Linked DNA regions of Sus scrofa: region 2 is linked to region 1. Evidence: chromatin contacts called from public HiChIP or PLAC-seq data. All regions are on one chromosome and are shown on one strand. Each heading gives the region's core, a stretch centred on a gene start, on an enhancer-like site or on the middle of the called end of the contact. The rest is flanking DNA. Distances are from core to core; before and after follow the strand shown. Region 1 holds the start of SPRYD7 (SPRY domain containing 7). Region 2 overlaps EBPL (emopamil-binding protein-like).

Evidence for each region. HiChIP or PLAC-seq counts read pairs in DNA pulled down with a chosen protein or histone mark.
Region 2: an H3K27ac HiChIP or PLAC-seq map of alveolar macrophages shows a contact between it and region 1. The contact joins the enhancer-like site here to the promoter of SPRYD7 in region 1. A contact is called at or near these places in 2 of 5 promoter capture datasets (fetal liver and liver), 4 of 47 Hi-C or Micro-C datasets (embryonic fibroblasts, heart right ventricle and skeletal muscle) and 2 of 2 datasets of contacts at active chromatin or transcription factors (alveolar macrophages and skeletal muscle).

Annotation. Positions count from the first base shown.
Region 1 is chr11:17,845,422-17,850,386 of Sscrofa11.1, forward strand. It overlaps SPRYD7 (SPRY domain containing 7), which reads left to right and starts at 3,590. Exons shown (of 5, transcript NM_001243529.1): 1 at 3,590-3,723. The coding sequence starts at 3,618. It overlaps TRIM13 (E3 ubiquitin-protein ligase TRIM13), which reads right to left and starts at 4,584. Exons shown (of 4, transcript XR_002336667.1): 1 at 3,988-4,584.
Region 2 is chr11:18,086,986-18,091,353 of Sscrofa11.1, forward strand. The region is part of intron 3 of EBPL (emopamil-binding protein-like); the gene reads left to right. Among named protein-coding and RNA genes, the nearest start is that of ARL11, 11 kb to the right of the region's middle. Within about 2 kb of position 1,811, at least 8 of the 83 cell types and tissues checked have an H3K27ac peak or open chromatin away from gene starts, as enhancers often do. A contact at or near this core is called in alveolar macrophages, where this site is marked.

The DNA.
Region 1 (4,965 bases), core at 2,340-4,839:
GAGGTCAAGGTATAGCATTTCCAGGTTGAAAGTTTTTGGTAAATCATTTTTTATTCCCTGCAACCAAATTTATAGAACACTTGCTCTTGGCGTCGTCTTTTCGACATTCAGAAATTATTCTGCTTTATCCTCTACGGTTCTTATTTTTCTGTATCTCTATCAAATTCCTTTCTTCTATCCCATCTTCTTTTTCCTTCCTTATGATCTCTATATTTTCCAAGTCTCCAATCTGGCTTAAGTGTCTTATCAATTAAAAGCACTAAATATCCTTTTCTCTGTGCCATTTAGAGACACCCTATGAAGGGCACTGCTGAGAAATGTTTGATGGTACTGCCAACGGCAGAGCTGCAAGATGACTAATATCAGTCTGTTGCAAGTAGAAGGTTCTCAGTGTTATTTTTCTTATTTACTTTTGGTTGTTGAATGTAGGTAATATAATTTATAATTCAGCAAATCCAGATTAAATACATGCAATTAATGCCAAGTAAATTTAAATATCAACTTCTTAGGTAAGGGATGAGAAGAAAACAAATTGGGAATTTTTTCTTAAATGTAGCACCCTAAGAAGGCAGACTGCCTAGTGGCTAAGAACACAGACTCTAGAGCTAGACGTGCCTGGGTGTGAATCCAACTTCATTTCTAATTGGCTATGTGACCAACAGCTCTTATCTTTTCTTTGCCTCAGCTTCCTCATCTGTAAAGTGGAAGATAGTCTGACCTCATGGGGTTGTTACATGGATTAAATTAGTTTATAAAAAGTACTTAGAACAATGCCTAGAAATAGTAAGCACCACATAATGTCAGTTATTATTACTCAAAATTACAATAATGAATAGATCAAGACCCCCAAAATATTTTTAAGTTTTAGGAGTATGCAGTTTTTGTAATGTTTCTGATTTTCAAAAGATCGCAAATGTGGCTTGGATTACTCCAAGAAAAAAAGTTTGACTTAATAACTGATAAATGAGTTTTTAAGAAAGAAACCATTATGCATGACCCAGTCCAGAGAGTGAAGTTCACTAACAGGAGATGTCTGGCTGGCATAAAAACCATTAAAGAAAATCCTGAGCATGATGTTTAACTTGACTCGGAAACACATGCTTTACATTATCGTCCTATCAGTTCTTAAGTTCCTGGCATATGTTGCTTAAGCAGACAGACTTTTTTTTTTTCAAGTAGTCATTTTCTGTTATTGCTTTTGACTTAGATAAATGACCTTCTAACTAACTATTGGGAAACTTTTTTAGGCTTTATTTGTGATGGTTATTTAAAGCGATAGCTGTGAAAGACTGTCAAAACATCTCTAACATTGTGCTTTTCAAAAAGAAAGGCTTATTTCTTTGAAAACAATAATGAAAGGATAATAGAATCCCAGCTATAAGAAGGAGTAAGGTCTGTGAGTTTTCGGATGGCATTCATCTGCCAAGGCAGGGAAGTCTGTTTCTGGGCCTAACCGGTTTTGCTTGCTTCATACTGCTGAGTACACTTGAATTGCTACACTGTGGGCAAAGTGCACTGGGCAGTGCCCCAGCAAATAGTTTTCTAACCAAGCAAGACTACAGGCAATTCTGCCTCTACAGTAAAGGCCAGTTCACAGCCATCTAACAGCCTGGCTTTTCATTGAACATGTGACTAACTTGATTGGCCTGAGCTCCAGTCAAATCCAATACACTTACATTTATTATATATTTAACACACGTATTACTTTTATAATGTTTGTGAATAAAATATTTTACCTTATAACAACAAATTTTATTTTACTTTATTGCTTATACATGAGTTATGGAAGTTTATGGTTAATTTGGAGATTAACAAAACATACAGAAATTAAGTACAAATCTGTATTTTGAACTAAGAGCACATTTAAAAGGATTATAGCATTAATTGCAAGAGTTAGAACTTTAGAATTTGAGAAGCAGCATGATCTGGTGGAGCAAATACAGACTCCGTCAGAGTCATGGGTTTTGAATCCTACCTTGTTTATTTCCTAGTCATTTGAGGCTACACAAATTATTTAATCCCTTCAAGCCCATCTCTTCACTTACACAGGGACAATATTTACTCTCAAACTTTTCAAGAATTCGGTGAGTGTGTGTAAGAAAGAGTGCCTACCTCACAGATATGCAGAAAATTTTTGTCTCTGCAACATTCAACTCCCCACTCCTTCCCAAAGGGAAAAACTAGGACACTAACACTTCTCCAAATGGTCAAGTTTTTCAGCAAAAGAAAATTTCATGTGTAAAATGATCACCAGGAAAGTACTTTATAGGCAGTGAGGGCTTCAGCAATCACCTCTGGTATTAATCCTATGATAAATAAACCTCAAAGTACAAATCTTTGAGATTTTCATAAGTATTGTAATGAAAACACCGTTTGTATAAACATCCAAGAAACTCAGGACCTTGAAAAAAAATTCTCCCATTCTGAAGGGAAAAATTCACCATAAAAGATATTTGTCACTAAGAAGTTATGTCGAAGAACCCATTACATACTGAGGGGGCATTTTGCGTCAGGTCTCCCAGGGCTTGAATCCTGGGGAAGTCTTCAGATGGAACCTTATTTGACAACAGAGGTTTAAGCCAGATTAATTCTAGAGGTCGTCCCAGACTTTCTCCAGGCGACAAGTGGTATCTGAAGATGGAAAATGGATCAGGATGCGGATGATCTAAGTAGTGCACCAGATGACTGGTGCTCCCAAACGGGAGGCTCCTACATGGAAACAGGAAACAACAGGCTGTAGGAACTCAGTCCTTCCCCTGAACCGCTGACTCAGGGGTTCCCATTACACTCATTAGAACCCATTATCCATGCCGCTGAATTTGGAAGAGACAGGTCAAGAATCGCCCTCCAGCCCTGCCCCAGGGAGTCCCCTCCCGGGGTGGCCTCCAGTACGCCCCTCAACGGGAAACTCGTCTCTGCACCTAAAATGCAGCAGGGGAGTCGACTCAAGAGCCCTGGATGCATAGCCACTGTGCAATTACTAACAGCCATTACTCCTGGGCCCTGTGCGTCTGTTCATGATTTGAGAAAATTCTCCAGAAACCAGCCACGGCGGGGGGCGGTGAGAGGGGGCCAGAGGCTCTTCGCGAAGGCGAAGTTCTCTCAGTCCTGGGCGTGGAGGGAGGACATCTTCGGGCTGTTTTAAATCAGCTCCCACTCCCCCAGGCAAATTTGCCACTGCCAACTAATGCCTAAAATAATGTCGAAGTGGGGGGCAGTTTTTAAACTACAGCATCCAAGGACACCTGAGCTAAATGAGAACGCAAGTCAGCTCGAGCCCGGGTCAGTACAGAAATACCTACATAAGCGGGGCGGCACAAAAGGGAAAAACCTTTCCGCGCAGGCGCACGCGGTTCACCGCCCGGCCGCCACGCCCTCTGCCCCGCCCCGCCCCCAGCCCCGCCCGCCGGCCGATCCTCGGTATCTTCCGCCCAGGCAGGCTTCGCCTCAGACTGCGCTGCACCCTCCCCGCCAGGGGCGTCGCTGTACCAGCCTCTGCGCCCCACAGACTCCCTCCGGCGCTCGGGCGGGGGCAGGAGGCGGAGCGGAGGGGTAGGGGCGGGAGTCGCCGCGGTCTAGGGGCGGTGGGTCGCGGTGTCGTCGGCGGTCCCTGAGACATGGCCTCCTCGGTGTTCTGCTGCCTGCGGTGCTGCAGAGATGGCGGGACGGGCCACATCCCTCTGAAAGAGATGCCGGCCGTGCAGCTGGACACGCAACACATGGGTAAGGGCCCTCCCTTCCCGTGACCCAACGGCCCACCCCGAGTCGGGCGGTGCGGGTCGGGGTCAGTCGGGGGTCGCGAGCACCACGCGCGGCCGGGCCCCGCCGGGCCCCGCCCCCTGCCCTCGCCCTGCGACGCTGCCCTCGGCCGGGTCTGGCGGATCTCCTCCAGACACAGGCCGCCTCCACTTCGGCCCGGTTCTGTGTTCAAGGCTACGCAGTGTTGTCTGCCCTCGCCTAGTGGAGATGGTGTGTGGGTGGACCTACCCGTTCTCACCGGAATCTCCTCCGAGCTGTCGCATCCTGAGACTCGGCACAAGTTCCCAGGCGTGGGGAGCGATAGTACTGTGGTGCCCCTCCTACGGTGTCCCACGGGCGAGCTCCAGTCAAATCCAATACATTTTCAGAATGCTTTAGCTGATTTCGGCTCCTTCTGCCCAGGCAGCTTTCTCTTAGCCCATCATTTATCGGTTGTTTTATTGAAAATTATTTTCCTCTCACCTACTAATGTCAAAACAGGGCAAGTTGCAGAAGCTTCAAGTCACAGCTCATGTCAGACCGTGTCACTTCAACTAAAACCTCCCATTGTCTGACTCCTCCTTAGTCACGCTTAGCGGTGTTGTAATTTCATCTGACTGGTCTGTTGCCAACAATTCAGGCTGTTGCAAAAATAAAACAGCACTTTGCTTCTTCTCATGTATGTTTTTCCTTCCAATTTCGCATGAACATATAGCTTCTCTCACATTCTTCCTCTCCCCTCTGTAGCCTCTTTCACAACCTTATTATTGTTTCTGTTCTTAGACTGTCCCATGTAGTTTCATGTTTCTGGAGTATGGTTCTAGAAGGAGAGATTCCCACTAAGTATTTCAGAGTACTATCTTTTTGTGGATTATTCTCTTCTAAATATATATATATGCACTTTCAGTTTTTCCCACATTTCTCTTTGGCTAAAGGACAGTACATTAAAGTAAGAAAGGGATTTCTTAATATTTATAGCAAAACCCTCTCCTGCCTAGATTCTTTATAATTCTAGAGACACTCTTCCCATTATATTTCTATAGCATGAACTAAACCACAAATGTAATTATATACTGCTTTTTATTGGGGTATTTAATTTAATTTTTTTTTTTTTTTTTTGTCTTTTTGTAGGGCCGCACCTGAAGCATATGGAGGTTCCCAGGCTAGGGGTCTAATCAGAGCTGTAGCTGCTGGCCTATGCCTCAGCCACAGCAATGCAGGTTCTGA
Region 2 (4,368 bases), core at 561-3,060, 240 kb after region 1:
CTATTGTAAATACTGCTGCTGTGTATGATGGGGTGCATGTATCTTTTCAAATTAGAGTATTCTCTGAATATATGCCCAGGAGTGGGATTGCTGGATCATATGGCAACTCTATTTTTAGTTTTTTTAAGGAACCTCCATACTGTTCTCCACAGTGGTGGGAGAACCAACTTACATTCCCACCAACAATGTGGGGGGTTCCTTTTCTCCACACCCTCTCCAGCATTTATTATTTGTAGACTTTGATGATAGCCATTCTGACAGATGAATTACAGTATTTTTTTTTCAATTTTTCTGTATGTTTACATTTTCCATAATAAAAATGTAGGTGGAGAAAAGAGGGAGATACCAAAAAGTTGCCAGAAATCTGTGTGAACCCTGTGTACAAGGGCAGAAGGGATCATCAGCGGGTAAGCCAACTATTTCATCTAAGGACCTTCGGATGTCGTGTTGTGTGTCTTCTCTCCAGCTGGCCAGAGCTCCTAGTGGGGAGCTCCCAGTCCCCGCCCCCGTGTGTAAACCTCACTGCCAGCCCCTGGGAGCCAAATGGGGAAGGGTCCAGGCAGTCTCACCCGTCCGTTCACAAACCTTGGAGGAGTTCTCTTTTCAGCGATGTTTCACCCCATCCTCTCTTGGGCGACGCCTCCTGGGGAACAAACTGAGATGCTGCCAGGGAGCAGAGGGGCAGTTCCCCGGCCTGAGTAGAACTGTGAGGGCGTCTGAGAGTCTGTCTCTTCATACAGACTTTCCACCAGTTCTGTTTCCGGCCCCACCTTGGTATCCCAAGTCCTGAGATTTCCGGGGGTTTGGGTCAGAACCACTTGCTGATGACTGGGAGGCTGTGTAGAGCATGGTTTCAGGGTTGCACCTCTTCAAGGGTTCAGATTTGGCTCTGGGACCTGGGACAAGCCATTTAACCTCTCTGTGCCTTATCCCCCAAGTCCGGTTATGAACTGCTGAGTTGTGGAGGGATTACACGGGTTAAGACACCTTCAATACACAGGCCAGTGCCCAGCACAGGGTGAGTCCTTTGATGACACACACCCACTCCTACCCCCACTAACTCCGATTTCTACTTTCCTAGTCTACAACATCACTTTTTATCTTCTGTAATTTCAGTGCTATCTCAAGCCTGCTAGTCTCACTTCTGCTTTCTTTGTCCTTGTGGGGTTTGACTTAAAAAAAAAAAAGTCCCTCCAGTGAGGCTTGGGGAGACAGTAGAGTGAAAGTATGTGTGCATTTCACTACAATAAACCACAAGTCTCAACGACTTTCTTCATCCCTTCTGAAGACCCCCTTCAGGCAATACATTCATCATATTCTAGCCTGAACACATGGAGTGTTGTGAGCAGAGCCTAGAGAGTGAATGCCAGGCTTCTCAGGGAGGTCTGGGACTAGCTCCTAATGTTCTCTCTGGAAGATGCTGCGGGAGTTCCTGTCGTGGCTCAACGGTTAATGAATCTGACTAGGAACCGTGAGGTTGTGGGTTTGATCCCTGATCTCACTCAGTGGGTTAAGGATCCGGTGTTGCGGTGCGCTGTGGTGTAGGTCGCAGATGCAGCTCGGATCCCACATTGCTGTGTCCCTGCTGTAGGCTGGTGGCTACAGTTCCGATTGGACCCCTAGCCTGGGAACCTCCACATGCCATGGGTACGGCCCTAGAAAAGACAGAAAGACAAAAAAAAAAAAAAAAAAAAGAAGATGCTGAGAAGCGCCCCCAGGAGGAACCTGCTGGTTGAATGTTCCATGAGCTTCTTTCTGAAACCTCCTGAGTCAACATCACTGGCTGAGGGGAAGGAAGGGTTTGTGGTGGGGCCCCCTGAGCTTGGGTAAGAACCTCGTGACCCATGGTGGTGTCAGAACCAAACTACCAGCAGGCTTCTCAGCCCCACCGCCCAGAGCTTGATTCCTGAAAATCATCTGATTGACCCAGAGAAGCTGATCGTATTTTCAAAATGGTAGAAGGGGGCCCCTTTGCAGATGACTTGCTTGCAGAGCTTGGAATGCTGGTTTAAAAGAATGGATTCCTCCCCAGGTAGGATGAGGCTCATGGAATTTTGCCATCTTCTCTCCCGGGTCATGATGTTGTCCTGTTGCATGCAGAGAAGCCCCACTCAAAGTGTTGGATACAACTGAGGAAAAGGTGGCTTTTCCAATGAAATCTGAAGCTTCTGGCTGGTTGTCCCGTTGGACTTGAGCACTTTCTACCGGAAGGTAGTAAAGAATTTGGGCTGCTTATTTTCATGCTCCATTCCCCACCTGACCCTGGATCCCTTCTCCAAACCTGCCCACACTATTCTGTGCCCTGAGACAAGCTCTGATGGAGACACTGGCCTGAGATGGGAGGGTGAGAGGAAGAAGAAGCCAGATTATTAATTCTCTGTCCATTCCCCAGCCTAAAGGGGTGCTCCTGGGCCAGCCCATTAGCTCTGGGCTCCCTGGCTCTGGGCCACCTTTTCCAAGGACCTAAGAAGGTGGCGGTCCACACACCTAGACCTTCCTTCCCAAGCTCTTTTCTTTTCTTGCTTTTTTAGGGCTACCTGTGCCATATGAAAGTTCCCAGGTTAGGGGTCGAATCAGAGCTACAGTTGCTGGCCTATGCCACAGCCACGGCAGCACGGGATCTGAGCTACGTCTGTGACATACCGCAATGCTGGATCCCTGACCGACCAAGCAAGGCCTGGGATCGAACCTGCATCCTCATGGATACTAGTTGGATTAGTTTCTGCTGAGCCACAACAGGAACTCCCCCATGCTCCTTTCTGGCACAGTAGGTCCTTGCCCTGTGTACAGTGAGAGGGGTGTGGCCACATTCACCCCAGCTCAGACAATCGTGACGTCTGGCCCATTCTTTTTGGCCGCACCCCACGCTTGCTTCTTTCAGCTATTCTCAACATTTAGCTTTGCTTCCGTAATAAAACTCTCCTGAAAAGGTCTTGACAATTCATTCACATTACAGCGCAAGTAACACCCTACTGCCCTTCTTCTAGGGATGGTTTCATTGAAAAACTGAAGTTTAAGGGATGAGTCTGAAACCATCACGTTTCAGAGAGGTGTGTAATTGGGTGGGGGATTCAACCCCAGCCTTCTCAGATCATTCCTCTCTGATCAGCCCATCAGCCTTTGCAAGAGAAGCGTGCATTGAAAGTGCATGGGGCGGACACTAATTCAGGGCTTTGGATACTCCAAGTGAACATGCTTTGGGCAGGGCAGGGCTGGGATAGAGATGTCAGCGCACGTGGTAGGGAGGAGGAGGGAGGCTGCGTGTCCAGAGTTCAGGAGTCACAGAGCAGTCTGGGGCCCTGCACCCCCACTCCCTCTACCCTTCTACCAGCCCTGGCCCCCTCTTCACCCCAGAACAAGCCTGAGTGCAGAGAATTCTGAGGGTGGGAGAGGGGTCTGCAGAAAAGCCTGGGCCCCCAGAACTCTATGCTTCATTTGCACTTGTTGCACGCTTCAGTGTGCTTCAATCAGCGTGACTTAATAGCAACCATGTGCTGTACATGCTTCAGCGTGACTTAGTGTTAACCCTGTCCCTATGGAAAGCTAGACTCCGTTCAAGGGCACGGACTGTCTGTATCTCCTCCAGCCTTGTAGCTCTTGCATGTGGCTCAGTGCTTTGCACATAGCAGGTGCTCGGAAGATACCAGCTACCTAGAGGAATTTATTATCTCACTGGGTTCTCTTAAGAGCTTTGCGAAGTACCTCCTATTGTTAGTCCCGTTTGGTAGATGAGGCTGCTGGAGCGTAGTGGGCTTAAATAATTTGCCAGGTTGGAGAGGAACAGAGCTCATGTGGGGGTTTCAGCTCATGTTCTCATCCATTCTGATGGACTTCAAGGCCAGACTCCAAGCCAAGAGCCTTTAGAGGGCACCGATTTGAGCAAAGTTTGGGGTGGCATCGTTGCCAAAATATCAGCTGCCTCTATATACCGATGTCGAATAGAAACACGGAGACAGAGCTGGAGGAAACAGGAAAAGTAACTTTCATCACCAGGCAGAGAGGGGAATACAGCAGGCCAGTGCCTCAAGGACTGTGCTCTGCTTTGAGAGGCAGTGAGGCGTCTTACAGTGTTTGAGGAGCAGGGCGTGATCAGCTCGTGGTCCTTTTCCTGATCGGTGGGTGGTGAGGTCGTTGGGAATCAGCGTCATCCACCTTCTGGTTCCAGCCAGTCTAGGGTCCTTGTGTTTGTGGGCAGCACACAGTTGACTTTTTGCACCTGGTGGGGGTTTCAGCACCTGCCAGACAGCTCCAAGGATGTGGCTGGGAATATTATCTATAGTCTTTGAAGAAGAACTGAAGATCCTTGACGTGGCTTAATGGATAAATTATTATTACAGTTGTCTTTTCGCTCTGTATATTCTCACTTCT